2 separate regions of the Sus scrofa genome follow, and region 1 is linked to region 2. Evidence: chromatin contacts called from public HiChIP or PLAC-seq data. All regions are on one chromosome and are shown on one strand. The core of a region is the stretch at or near the end of the contact, and the rest is flanking DNA. Distances in the headings are between cores, read along the strand shown. Region 1 overlaps CARMIL3 (capping protein, Arp2/3 and myosin-I linker protein 3). Region 2 holds the start of IPO4 (importin-4).

Region 1 (6,293 bases), core at 1,932-4,431, 120 kb after region 2:
CCCTCATAATGGAGAGTGTGTCATTCATTATTCATTGCTGATCGCTGGGCCCCAAGTCCCTAAGTGCTCGAGGCCAAGTCCAGCCGGCCCCAGCCCCGCCCCCGCCTCTCACTCCAGCTTGTTCTGAATGTCCTGGCCCGCCTGCTCCAGCAGCGCCCCTCGGATGAAGTTCCGGGGCACAGTGACACGCTCGGCCACATTGCTCAGCATCTTGTTGTGCCCTTCGGCCACCCGCATGGCCACGGGGCATAGCTCCTGCGTTAGGCTGACCATGGACTCCAGGATCACCTAGTAGGAGGGGAAAGGAGGCCGGAGCCCCAGGGAGGGCAGGGTCAGGGCTGGCACCACAGCGGAAGGGACTCCAGCCTGTTTATTCCAGCTCTTGCCAAGGTCACAGGGCTAGTTAGCAGCAGAGTCTTGCACACTCAGGCTTCCTCACATCCTAGCCATCCTAACACATGGACTATGGACAGGGGGGAGTCAGTCCAAGGATCAGACTCCAGAGGGAGAGGTCAGAGATGAGGGGCTAAGGCTGAAGGTAGCAGCAAACATCCAAGCCCGGGTTCCTAGCAATGCCTCTCCCAGTGGGAGTATGGTCTCCTCTCTTCATTTCCTTCTTGCGCACAGTCCTCTCCCCAGGCTGTCCTCAGCCTTCTGCTTAGGGCCTTGGGCAGCCCTGGCTCCCTCCCCGGGACTTGCCTGCAGCTCCTTGTCCACAGCCTTGGATACCTCACTGGCTACTGACTCCAGCCTCTGCCGCACAGGCCCGTCGTTGGCCAGCATGTGGCCCAGCTCATAGAGGCTGGGAAACAGCTGGGGAAGGAAGGGGCTCTGATCAGAAGGGCAGAATCAGGCCTCACTAGGTCCCTGGGGACCCTGGGCTAGGAGGGCAGATGCCCGGAGCAGGGCCTGCACACTCCCTGGCCTTCTTGGGCCGTCCAGACCATCAGGGGCGGGTGGGGCTGCAGAGAGCTCACCGCCCGGGAGTTCTTGGCGTCCTTGATGAGGTCCCGGGCGTAGAGCAGCTCATCCTGCACAGGCTCCAGGGGGCACAGCCTCAGGGCCCGAACCTCCTCCTGCACCCGTCCGCACAGCCTCTGCAGCATCTGTGGCACAGGTGGCAAGAGTGTCAGGGGGAGACCCCAGGCATCTTCACCTTCCCAGGTGAGCCCCCTGGGCCCCCCATTTCTGGGCCCAGTTAGGCAGTGCTACTGGTGCTAGCACTGACGGGTAAGTGTGATGGGGGGGGCCTGTTCCCTCTTCTGGGGCTGCCCTCTTCCATGCTTGGTGCAGCTCCCAGGCCTGTGCCCTCTTGCCAGCCCCCTTGACGGCTGACCCCTTGCTGTTTGACCATATTTTCTCTCACTTTGGGGACCCACATCCTGCACGTCTATTATTTTTGCTTTCCCACGTGCACGATCCAGTTGTGGACATCACATAATGCCTCTGTCGTGCTGCCTCCCCGCCCTGCGCTCCATCACATGACACCCATGCCCAGCATGCCCCGGGCGTGCCCCCTGTGGCCCAGAGGGAAACGTTTACTTGCTCGGCGCTGCTGGTCACCAGGCCCTGCTGCAGCCTGAAGGCCTGTTCCTGGGGACACGTCTGGGAATGGTTATTCCTCACCAAGCACCACTGGATCTGGAGATGATGGGTTCGGCAGGGAGAGGGGGTGAGGGCCAAGTGGTGCGGGCTGGCCCCCGCCCCTCGGGTTCCACCCTGCTTAGGCTGCCACCTTCTGCCAGACGTCCTCGGTGCGCTCGGGGGCGCTGCGGTAGGCTTGGGAGATGTCGCTCACAGGGAAGGACATGAAGCGCAGCGTGTGGTTGCTGTGGGACAGAGCAGCACAGCTGGGGGGGCAGAGGTGTCAGGAGAGGCACCCGCTCCAACCCCCACCTCTTGCTGACCAGCCCCCTCTCCTGGGGCCCTTCCTAACCTTTCTGCGCAATTAGGTCAAGTGGGCTGGGTTTGGGCTGGAGTAGTCCCGGCCTGGTCCAGGTTCAGGGAGGCTGGGGGCCTGGGTCAGGGCCGGGCCCTGGTCTACTCACCTCTCTAGGGCCCTTGCAATGTCCAGAAAGCCCAGGGCAGATGTATTGTTCCGATCCCACAGGATAGTCCTGGGGAAAGGATGAGCACTAGGCTGTTACCCCTCCCCCACCTCTTTTTTTGGGGGGTGCTGTACCCACAGCATATGGAGGTTCCCAGGCTAGGGGTCCAATCGGAGCTACAGCTGCTGGCCTATATCAGAGCCACAGCAATGTGGGAACCAAGCCCCATCTGCGACCTATACCACAGCTCACGGCAATGCTGGATTCTTAACCCACTGAATGAGACCAGGGATCGAACCTACAACCTCATCGTTCCTAGTCAGATTTGTTTCTGCTGCGCCTCGACGGGAAGTCCACCCCTCCCTCTCTTAGAGGGCAGGGACACCCCCCACCCCCCTAGGCAATGAGGCTGACTCAGAGATGATTCTGGGAACCAACTCTGGTTCCCAGAAACTGGCGGACAGAGCAGCGAGGCAGCAGGGAGGGCCTGTGTAAGGCGGGGTGGAGGGCTGGGGCTCAGATCAGAGGGTCCAGGTGTGGGCCCCACCTGAGGGAGGAGTTTATCTGCAGGGCCTTAGACAGCATCTTGGCCCCGATGTCCTCCATGCCATTGCCGCTCAGATCCACCTTAGCCAGGCAGGTGTTGCTGCCCAGGGCATTGATGAGGATGCTGGTGCGAAGCTTCAGCCGGGAGTCTGCCACGGACAGTGACTGCAGGGACTGTGTGGGCAAGTACGGGGTTGGGCCCCGTCCCCACAGATCCCGTCACCGCAGGTCCCCTCCCAGGCCCAGGCACTCACGCAGTCCTCTTCCTGGATCAGCTGCACCAGCTTGTGGAGGATCTCCTCCAGGGTCCTGCGGGGAGTGGGGGCTCAGAGTAGGAGGGAGGGGGCTGGGGTCATGCTATTGGAGCAGCAGAGAGGTGGCCAGAGGCAATACAGCGAGCCCCAAAGGATAGGCGGATGATGGCGTGAGGGTCTGTGGGTGGAGGGAGGGGGCCTCACTTGGCTTTGACGTTGAAGTTCTTGCCCAGGAACAGGTGCTTGAGAGACTTGTTCTTGCCAAGTGCAGGCACCAGCGTCAGGAGGTCCGAGTCAAACCCTGGCCAACAGATGGGAGAGGCCTGGCCTTGAGGCCCAAGGCTCACCAGGGTCTCCTTAGGGCTTTTCCCCCATGCTCTAGGCCCCTGTCCCTACCTGGCCTCCAGGAAGGGAGGTGCCCCCACTCACCATTGTCTGACAGATCTAGGCTGCCCACACAGGTGACAGCCCCCAGCTGCTCCTGCAAAGCCTGGGCTCCAGCTGAGCGCAGCTGCAGGGACACAGTAGGGGGTGGGGCAGGGAGGCAGGGTAGGGGTGGAGGAGAGGACACTTTTAATGCTGAGAAATAAGAGTAGTCAGCCAGGATTCAAGGTCAAACCAGGTCTCTTGGTGTAAAATCAGGAGACCCTTTCTCTCTCTCTCTCTCTCTCTCTCTTTTTTTTTTTTTTTTTGCTTTTTAGGGCCTCATTAGCAGTATATGGAGATTCCCAGGCTAGGGGTTCAATCAGGGTAGGGGTTCAGAGCTATAGCTGCTGGCCTACACCACAGCCACAGCCATAGCAGCAGCAGCACCAGATCTGAGCCGTGTCTGCAGCCTACACCGCAGGTCACGGCAATACCAGATCCTTAACCCACTGAGCGAGGCCAGGGATCTGACCCGCAACCTCATGGTTCCTAGTCAGATTTGTTTCCACTGGGCCACAACGGGAACTCCAGGACCCTTTCTCTACACCAGATCCTTTCTTAGGGCTCTCTTCCCTCACTTCCGTCAGGAAAATCTGGGGCGGCTGCTCTGGAGACAGCTTGCTCCTGCCCTCTGGTGGGGGAGCGTGGTATCTCCCACCCCAAAGAGGTCACGAAGGAGCTCCTGGAGACTGAAAATGACCTCTAGATAGAGGGACGCAGACCACAGTCCAAGAGGGGACAGAGGGAATGTAGTCAGGTCTGGGGGGGGTCACAGAGGAGTAGCGCGGAGGCCCGATGGAGCCAGGGCTTGACTTAGGTCAGAGGAACGAACGGTGGGCGATGGATGGGGGACTGAGGGCTCACCTCGCAGCTGCTGAGGTCCAGATGCAGATCGCTGAGGTGACTGTTGAGGGAGAGGCCCTGGAGCAGCGCCCTGTGGGAGGAAGGTCAGCAGGCCCACCTTTACTCCTCTCCCCGTTCTTCCGAGGTTCCCCCTCGGACGCCCCCCAACCCTGCACCCACCCGACCTGAGGGCCTCCAGGGGCAGCCTTGTGGCCGACAGGTTGACGTGGCTCAGAGTGTAGGCGCTGCTGAAGAACTGCTTGAAGGCTGCTGGGGCTTCCCGGCCCTTTCTGCGGAGACACCTGGGGTCAGCAAGGGAGGGGGCGCCCACGGTTGGCCCTGCCCCCTGCACCCCTGTGCCCCCACCTGTGGGAGCAGCTGTTGCGCGCCAGGTTGAGGTAGGTGAGGTGGGAGCAGCAGCCATGGAGCAGGGCACCCAGAAGCTGTCAGGGGAGACAGGGTGTGTCTCGTGGGGCCAGGATTCCCTCCTCTCTCCCCACCGAGGTCCTGGTGCTTCCCCCTCGGTGGGCAGTCTATGCGGGCCCCACTGTGCCTGCCCACGCAGCCCCTTCGAGCCTCAGTTTTCCCTCTGTGGAAAGTGGGTCTATCCCACATGCTTGGCCCCCAGGGGTGTGAGAGGCTCACAGGCAGTGGACATGGAAAGCCAGGGCCACGGCAGGCTCATAAGGTGCCTGGTGCAAGTTAGGGAAGGGGTCCTGTCCTCCTCCTTCTGCTCTGTGTGGGAGTGCCTAGCTGGGGAATGGACCTGGGCTGGCTCTTAGGCACAGCCAGAACAACCAAGACACAGTGTGGCACAGGTGTGAGCTTTGTCGTTGCTTTGTAATTCAGCTGAACCTGAAACCATCCGGCCAGCTCTGCCCACCTCCATACTCAAGGCGGGGGTGAGGCAGAGACCCACTCTGGCCTCCCCAGATCCCTGCAGGCTGGGTTCCCCCATCACCAAGCCCTCACCGAGTCAATGGCACAGTCGGTCCCCGCCAGGTCCAGGTGTACCAGGGCGTTGGGCTGGGCCAGGAAACTGTAGAGGGCCTGGGAAGGAAGGACAGAAGGGCTGCAGGGGAAGAGGTGACAGAGCCCCTCCCCTCCTAGGGGCAAAAGGGCAGAGAGTCTAGGCTCTGAAGCCTGAACGTGCTTCTACAGGGGCTTGAGGCTACATTCATGCACTCACATTGGCCTCGTCTGTGGCGAGCAGCCCAGGGTTCTTGCTCAGGTCCAGGTATCGAAGGGAGCTGGCAAAGGCCGGATTGGCCCCGAAGGTCTGGCCCAGTGCCTGGAGCCCTGCGCACAGCGGGCACTGGGCTGGGTTGGCCCCCACCCCCACCTCGTTCCCTTGTACACAGCTCTTCCCGGCTACCAAAATGTGGCTCCTTTCCCTTCCTTGATCCCCGGAATGCTGTGTGACTGCGTGGGTACTCTCCCTGGGGCTCAAAACCTAGGCAGCACTGTGAGGGCCGGAGAGGGTGGGTCCGAGTCAGAGATCAGGGGTCCTGGGGCAAGTACCTCGAGGGGAAATGGCAGTCTTGGCCAGGCACAGCTTGGTGAGGCCAGTGGGAAAGCAGAGGAGCTGCTGGCTCAGACTGAGGAAACCTGAGGAGAGAGAAATGGGCCCCCTGAGAGGTGGGCTTAGGGGCAGGTGGTGCAGAGTCAGACTGGGGGCTTGAGCGGATGCTGGCCTGGGTCAAGAATGGCAGAATTGGGACAGGGGCTGGCATCAGGTCGGAGAGCCGGGTTGGACTCTGGGTTGGGACAAGGGGTCTGCATTGTGGTGGGGGTAGGATTCAGGGCTGGGGCTCACCCTTGTCCTCGATGGGGTTGTGGGACAGAGTGAGGGCATGCAGCACACAGCTCCCGTTCTCCCCAAACACCCCGGCCAGCTTCTGGACAAAGTCCCTTCAGGGGAGGGGAGGAAGGATGTGTTTGTCCCAGGCCCCGGGCTTCCCCTCCTCCTCCACCTGCCTGCCTGGCTGGGGCTGCAATGCTTAGAGGCCCCCACCGGCGGGGAGCAGCTTGGGGCCTGCCAGGGAGTTTGTCACCACTCTGGAGTACCTAGGAAGTTGTGCAGAGACAAAGCCTAGCTTTGGGTCCTCCAGACCAGAGCAGCGCACTCTGCTCAGTGGTTGATGGCGGAAAAGGGGCAGGGCATATGGAGATACTG
Region 2 (6,125 bases), core at 1,789-4,288:
TGAACAAGGTGACAATGGCTGGAAAATTATCCATACAGATGTCTTCCGCTTCCCTCCATACCGTGGTCTGCTCTGTGCTGTGCTTGGTGTGGGTGCCCAGTTCCTGGCCCTTGGCACTGGTGAGGTGATAAAAGAAATTAATCAGGGATGTCTCCCAAGGGGTAGAACTAAGTAGGTGATTTGTTCGGAAGAGATCTCCGGATCTTCTCTTCTGTCCAAGGAGGGGAGCAGCCCTAAGGGGAGGGATGGCTCCAGCAAGGAGGGCTAGATTCTACTGTGGGTTTTCTGGACAACAAAATTGGGGGATATGGTTTTGCTGGAGGCCCTGTGACTGGGAGAAAGGGGGTGATTCCTCTGAAATTGCCAGAAAAGGGATAGGAGAGACCTAACACAGGCTTTCCACTACCACCTGCAGGCATCATTGTCATGGCGCTGCTAGGCATGTTCAATGTGCATCGTCACGGGGCCATTAACTCAGCAGCCATCTTGCTGTATGCCCTGACTTGCTGCATCTCTGGCTACGTGTCCAGCCACTTCTACCGGCAGATCGGAGGCGAGCGTTGGGTGTGGAACATCATTCTCACCACCAGTCTCTTCTCTGGTGAGGACTGCCCTTTCCCTGGTGGGCCAGTTTAGGAACTTCAAACACATTGTGGAGCCTGACAGAGTCAGTAAGGCTTTAAGGGAAGGAAATTAGGCAAAAGAAACAAGAAACTCAAAAGGCAAAAATGCAATTTTTTTTTTTTTTTTTTTTTTTTTTGCAGTTAGAAACTAAGCCCATAAAATGTTCTAGGCAACGTGATAAGCTCTCGACATGCCTTCATCTCATTTAATCCTCACGTTGACTGTATGAAGTAGGTCATATTGTCTCTATTTTACACAGATGAGGAAATTGAACTTTAGGTAACTTGTCTGAGATTATCCTAAAAAGCAGTGAATCAGGTTTCAGCCCTTGGCAGTCAAATTCTAGAGCCTGTATTCTCAACCGTTACACTTGAGAATAATAACACTTTTTTCCCCCCTTTCTTTTTTGGTCACCCCAAGGCATACAGAGTTCCCGGGCAAGGGATCAGACCTGAGCTGCCACAGTTGTGACCTGCATCACAGCTGCAGCAACACCGGATCCTTTTAACCCACAGTGCCAGTCTGGGGATTGAACCTTGAGTCCTAGTACTACAGAGACACCACCAATCCCTTCGTGCCACAGTGGGAATTCCTGTAGTAACAGTCTAATTTTTTGATATTCCTTTTTTCTCCCAAGTTTTTTATTTTTGAAGTGGGCTACCCTACTGTAGCTTTCCAAGCCAGCTTGTCCTCTCAAAGCAGTAGTAATTTGCATTCTGAACCTTTTGTGTTTTCAACCCTAAGTGATTTATATTCTATCACATCTGTGTCTGAACCAGGGCTTTCTGAAAACAGGGCCTTAATTCAAAGGAATGTCTCATGCTAGGACTCAGCAACACCACAGCAGGACAGGCCTTGGAGGCAGGTGGATTTGTGTCACTCTCTGATCTATGTAATGGCTGCCTGGATCCTTAATGGATAAGGGTGGGGGGTGTTGGTAAGCTAAGGACCAAGGAACAAAAAGACATGAAGGGTGGAGTCAGCCTGGGAGCAGGATGTTTTATTCCTCACGCCTTTAAATCTAGTCTGATTAGGTGTTCCCAGGGATACAGCTCCTAGTGCTGACCCTCCCTCTGGGGGACCATCCCTGCAGTGCCTTTCTTCCTGACGTGGAGTGTCGTGAACTCCGTGCACTGGGCCAATGGTTCAACACAGGCTCTGCCAGCCACCACCATCCTGCTGCTTCTGACGGTTTGGCTGCTGGTGGGCTTTCCCCTCACTGTCATTGGAGGCATCTTCGGGAAGAACAATGCTAGCCTGTTTGATGCACCTTGTCGCACCAAGAACATCGCTCGGGAAATCCCGCCCCAGCCCTGGTACAAGTCTACTCTCATCCACATGACTGTTGGAGGCTTCCTGCCTTTCAGGTATCCTCCCTTTATTCCATGGCCATCACTCTCAGGTTCTTGGCCTTAACTTCCCTACTCACCCCATACCCTAACCCAGTATCAGGAGTAATCCCCAGTTCGGCTATTACCATTAAGAGATCACTAAGTGATTCCTCCTTTCTCTAAGCAGGACTGAGCTTGAATCAGTCAGTTCAAATATGAGGTTGTCTCACTTGTAAAGCTTTCCAGAGACATTGCTCCTTAAACCATCTTCCTCATTTCTGACTTTAGGGACACCATGTGGAGCTTAAAGCCCATTCGAATACTCATTCGGTTTGAGTGCCTCTCAGTACCAGGCAAATACAATGGGAAAGTAAAACAGATAAGATACCTGTTCTCAACCTACTAAAGATGTTCTTGAAATGAGAGCAGCTAATCATAGGTAAAAGAATCGCCATCAAGCCAGAAACTCCAGGGTAGGGAGTGGAGTGGACCTGCTTTCCACAGTGATCCAATAACATGGAGGGGTGGTGGCTGGATTTTTGCCTGGCCACTGCTGGCAACACACAGCCCTTTAATGCTGTGTATCGTCTCTTCTCTTCACAGTGCCATCTCTGTGGAGCTGTACTACATCTTTGCCACAGTGTGGGGTCGGGAGCAGTACACTTTGTATGGCATCCTCTTCTTCGTCTTCGCCATCCTGCTGAGTGTGGGGGCTTGCATCTCCATCGCACTCACCTACTTCCAGCTGTCTGGGGAGGATTACCGCTGGTGGTGGCGATCTGTGCTGAGTGTTGGCTCCACTGGGCTCTTCATCTTCCTCTACTCAGTTTTCTACTATGCCCGGCGCTCCAACATGTCAGGGGTAGTACAGACGGTAGAGTTCTTTGGCTACTCCTTACTCACTGGATACGTCTTCTTCCTCATGCTGGGCACCATCTCCTTTTTTTCTTCCCTAAAGTTCATCCGTTATATCTATGTTAACCTCAAGATGGACTGAGTTTGGGGTGGCAAAACTATTGCTCTTCTTTCCCTTTCTTCATACCCCATCGATCTCTTACCGTCATCTTTTCTGACTGAGTGAATGAGTTGTGTGATGGCTTTGTTGTCTTCCCCTTTGCCCTTTGGGCCTTCCTTCCCCAGGGAGGGCCTGGAAATTATAAGTCTCTATTATATAAGGAGTATATATTTGAACTTTTTAAGTTGCCTTTAGTTTTGCTCCTGATTTTTCTTTTTACAATGCCAAAATAAAATTTATTAAGAAAAAGGATACTGTAGTTGGAGGATTTGGTCTGGATATCGAAACGCGTGCCTTGCCATTAAGGGCACTGTCTCATAGAAAGCCGGGTCGGCAGCGGAAAGCACGGGATTCGAATTCTCCACGGAGCTTGGGAACCCTCGGCTGGGGGAACCTCCCTTACCAGGGCCCTGTTTCAGCGGCTCAGCCGGAGCTCAGCCCAACGGAAGTGGCGGAGCCGGAGCTCTGCGGGAAGCTAGTTGAATCACCTTGGCGACGGGAGGGGCGCGGAGCAACGCCCCTTCCGCCGGAAATGGGTTATAGAGCCTCCACGTGCTGTCCCTCCCCCCGCCCGGGCCGGTAGTGGCGGCTCAGCTGCTGCCATGGAGCCTGCCGGCCTAGAACAGATACTGCAGGAGCTGCTGCTGCCGGACACAGACCGCATCCGGCGGGTACTGGGGCAGGCGGGACCAGACCGGGCCGGGGCGAGAGGAGGGTTGCGGGAACGGCCTGACTCTTGACCCCTAGGCTCTCCCCAGGCCACCGAACAGCTCCAGACCGCTCTGCGGGACCCCACTGCCCTGCCCGCGCTCTGCGACCTGCTGACCTCGGCGGGCGACCCTCAGGTGAGGCTCCTGCCCCTTCCCGCTGAGCTGCCCTTAGTACGCTACCTATCCAGCCCCAGCTCCAGCCCCCGGCGTCCCGCGCCTTCCTGCTCCGACCCTCACATGCCTGCTGCTTCTCCCTGCCGGAACCCTCACATGCTTGCTTCCTCATCCCAGATCCGGCAGTTCGCAGCTGTGCTGACCCGCAGACGACTGAGCACTGGCTGGCGGCGGCTGGTGGTGGAGCAACGGGAGAGGTGGGCTGGGCCAGGGGCGGGGCGGGGCCAGGCTGAGGCGGCTCTTGGGTTCCTAACACCTGCCACTTGTGTTCCAGCCTCAAGTCCCTGATCCTGTCGGCCCTCCAAAGAGAGACAGAGTAAGTGCCTAGAGCCCCCTCTCGGGGTCCTAACTGATTCCAGGCTGAGACCTTCTTCAGGTTTCTACCTTCTTTTTCAGCTCTAGGCTGGATCTTGGGGGGCAGGGACTACAATTCTAGACCAAGGAGGAAAGTTCTTTAGCATGGGCTGTGATTGTTTGTCAAAACCGAGTCCGAAGAATGGAACTGAAATTCAGTATGGGTGATGTCAAACTCACCAGATTGCACACCCACCATGGTGCTGGCTTCCCCTTGAGCTTCTGCCTTATGTGTTCCAATTTGGCAGAGACCCTGTGCCCACATCTGGAGGTTTCTCTTGTGGCCACCCGGTGGAGGCAGGGCCATTGTGTGCAGGGGAGGGTATTGGAGGGTGATTAGGGGTGGGGAATCTCTCCCTTTGCAGGCATTCTGTGAGCCTTAGCCTGGCCCAGCTCTCAGCTACCATTTTTCGAAAGGAAGGCCTGGAGGCCTGGCCTCAGCTCATGCAGCTTCTTCAGCACAGTACCCACAGCCCCCACATCCCAGAGAGAGAGGTACCAGCGCATGGTTGGTGGGAGGAAGGGACCTAGAGGCTGGATGGACCATGTAAGCTTTTCCCTCTCAACTCCTGTTTCTCCTGGGCAGATGGGGCTTTTGCTGCTAAGTGTGGTGGTAACCTCCCGGCCTGAAGCCTTCCGACCCCACCACCGGGAGCTTCTTCGGCTTCTGAATGAGACCCTGGGTGAGGTGGGCTCTCCTGGGCTCCTCTTCTATTCCCTGCGCACTCTGACCACCATGGCTCCTTATCTCGGCACTGATGATGTGGTGAGATATGGTCCCTCACCTACCCTGGCTCCCTGTCCTTGGGCTTTCATGTCCTCACCCTTGCGAGTCCCAGAGGTACTTCAGATTCTTTCTGGTTTTTGTCCTGCCTAACAATTGAAAGGGGATCCTGTGGGTGGGTTTGCCTGGGCTTCTCCTACATCCAGGCTTCGAGGAGGCTGCCAGATCCTCGAGCTTGAGATTAGGCTGCATCGTGCTTTCTGTAATTCAGCTTGTCCTGTGTTCTCCAGCCTCTTGCGCGGATGTTGGTGCCCAGGCTCATCACGGCCGTGCAGGCTTTGATCCCTGTAGATGAGGTGAGAGCGTTCGGTAGGAGCTCTGTTGGAAGGAAAGGGCGGGAGTGTTCCTCCTCGTTCACCAGAGGAGAGCACTGAAGCCTTGTGACTTCTCTCTCTGGCAGGCAAAGGCCTGTGAGGCCTTGGAGGCCCTGGATGAACTGCTGGAGTCAGAGGTGCCCATCATCACCTCCCACCTCTCAGAGGTCCTCACATTCTGCCTGGAGGTGAGCCCGGGGTTGGTGCTGTCCCTGCTGATTGTTTTGATGAGAGTTTCCTTGTCTGTTTCTGATTCGAGTTGGTCTCTGGGCAGGTGGCTAAAAATGTGGCCTTGGGTGACGCAATACGTGTGCGTATTCTCTGCTGCCTCACATTCTTGGTCAAAGTGAAGAGCAAGGTGAGTGCCCTCTGACACATATCACCCCACCCCATCTCCATCCTTCATATCTTACTCTGGGGCTTTCTGTCCATCTTAGGATGTCTGAAGTACTATCATTAAGATGTTTTGATTTTGGTGTCAGCCCCAGCTCTTGGCTAGGAGATTGGGAATCTCTTGCTGGACCCGCTGTGGCCTGGAAGGCTGGAATTTTTAATGTGAGTCCATCTTGGGGACAGATTTTCAGGGTCACTATTCTGCCCTCCCTCTTAAGGCTTTACTGAAGAATCGTCTCCTGCCACCCTTGCTGCACACCCTTTTCCCCATCATGGCTGCTGAGCCCCCCCTGGGCCAGCTGGATCCTGAGGACCAGGATTCAGAAGAGGAAGAGCTGGAGATTGGGCTGGTGGGGGAGACACCCAAGCACTTTGCTGTACAGGTGGGATGTGGGGCAGGGCCCGGGGGGAGGTGTGCTAGGTGGT

What was found. HiChIP or PLAC-seq counts read pairs in DNA pulled down with a chosen protein or histone mark.
Region 1: an H3K27ac HiChIP or PLAC-seq map of skeletal muscle shows a contact between it and region 2. The contact joins the enhancer-like site here to the promoter of IPO4 in region 2. A contact is called at or near these places in 1 of 47 Hi-C or Micro-C datasets (fetal liver) and 2 of 2 datasets of contacts at active chromatin or transcription factors (alveolar macrophages and skeletal muscle).

The regions. Positions count from the first base shown.
Region 1 is chr7:75,231,035-75,237,327 of Sscrofa11.1, forward strand. CARMIL3 (capping protein, Arp2/3 and myosin-I linker protein 3) reads right to left here. Exons shown (of 41, transcript XM_021099222.1): 11 at 5,934-6,028; 12 at 5,639-5,725; 13 at 5,307-5,416; 14 at 5,090-5,167; 15 at 4,484-4,560; 16 at 4,303-4,407; 17 at 4,139-4,208; 18 at 3,278-3,359; 19 at 3,053-3,149; 20 at 2,849-2,903; 21 at 2,596-2,768; 22 at 2,049-2,117; 23 at 1,736-1,829; 24 at 1,543-1,641; 3 more. Among named protein-coding and RNA genes, the nearest start is that of CARMIL3, 7.1 kb to the right of the region's middle. Within about 2 kb of position 3,182, at least 20 of the 83 cell types and tissues checked have an H3K27ac peak or open chromatin away from gene starts, as enhancers often do. A contact at or near this core is called in alveolar macrophages and skeletal muscle, where this site is marked.
Region 2 is chr7:75,106,806-75,112,930 of Sscrofa11.1, forward strand. IPO4 (importin-4) reads left to right here and starts at 3,039. Exons shown (of 30, transcript XM_013978187.2): 1 at 3,039-3,641; 2 at 3,729-3,815; 3 at 3,972-4,051; 4 at 4,129-4,170; 5 at 4,574-4,703; 6 at 4,795-4,974; 7 at 5,223-5,288; 8 at 5,393-5,494; 9 at 5,581-5,664; 10 at 5,918-6,082. The coding sequence starts at 3,573. TM9SF1 (transmembrane 9 superfamily member 1) reads left to right here. Exons shown (of 6, transcript XM_013978190.2): 3 at 1-119; 4 at 416-601; 5 at 1,718-1,991; 6 at 2,559-3,222. The coding sequence ends at 2,952.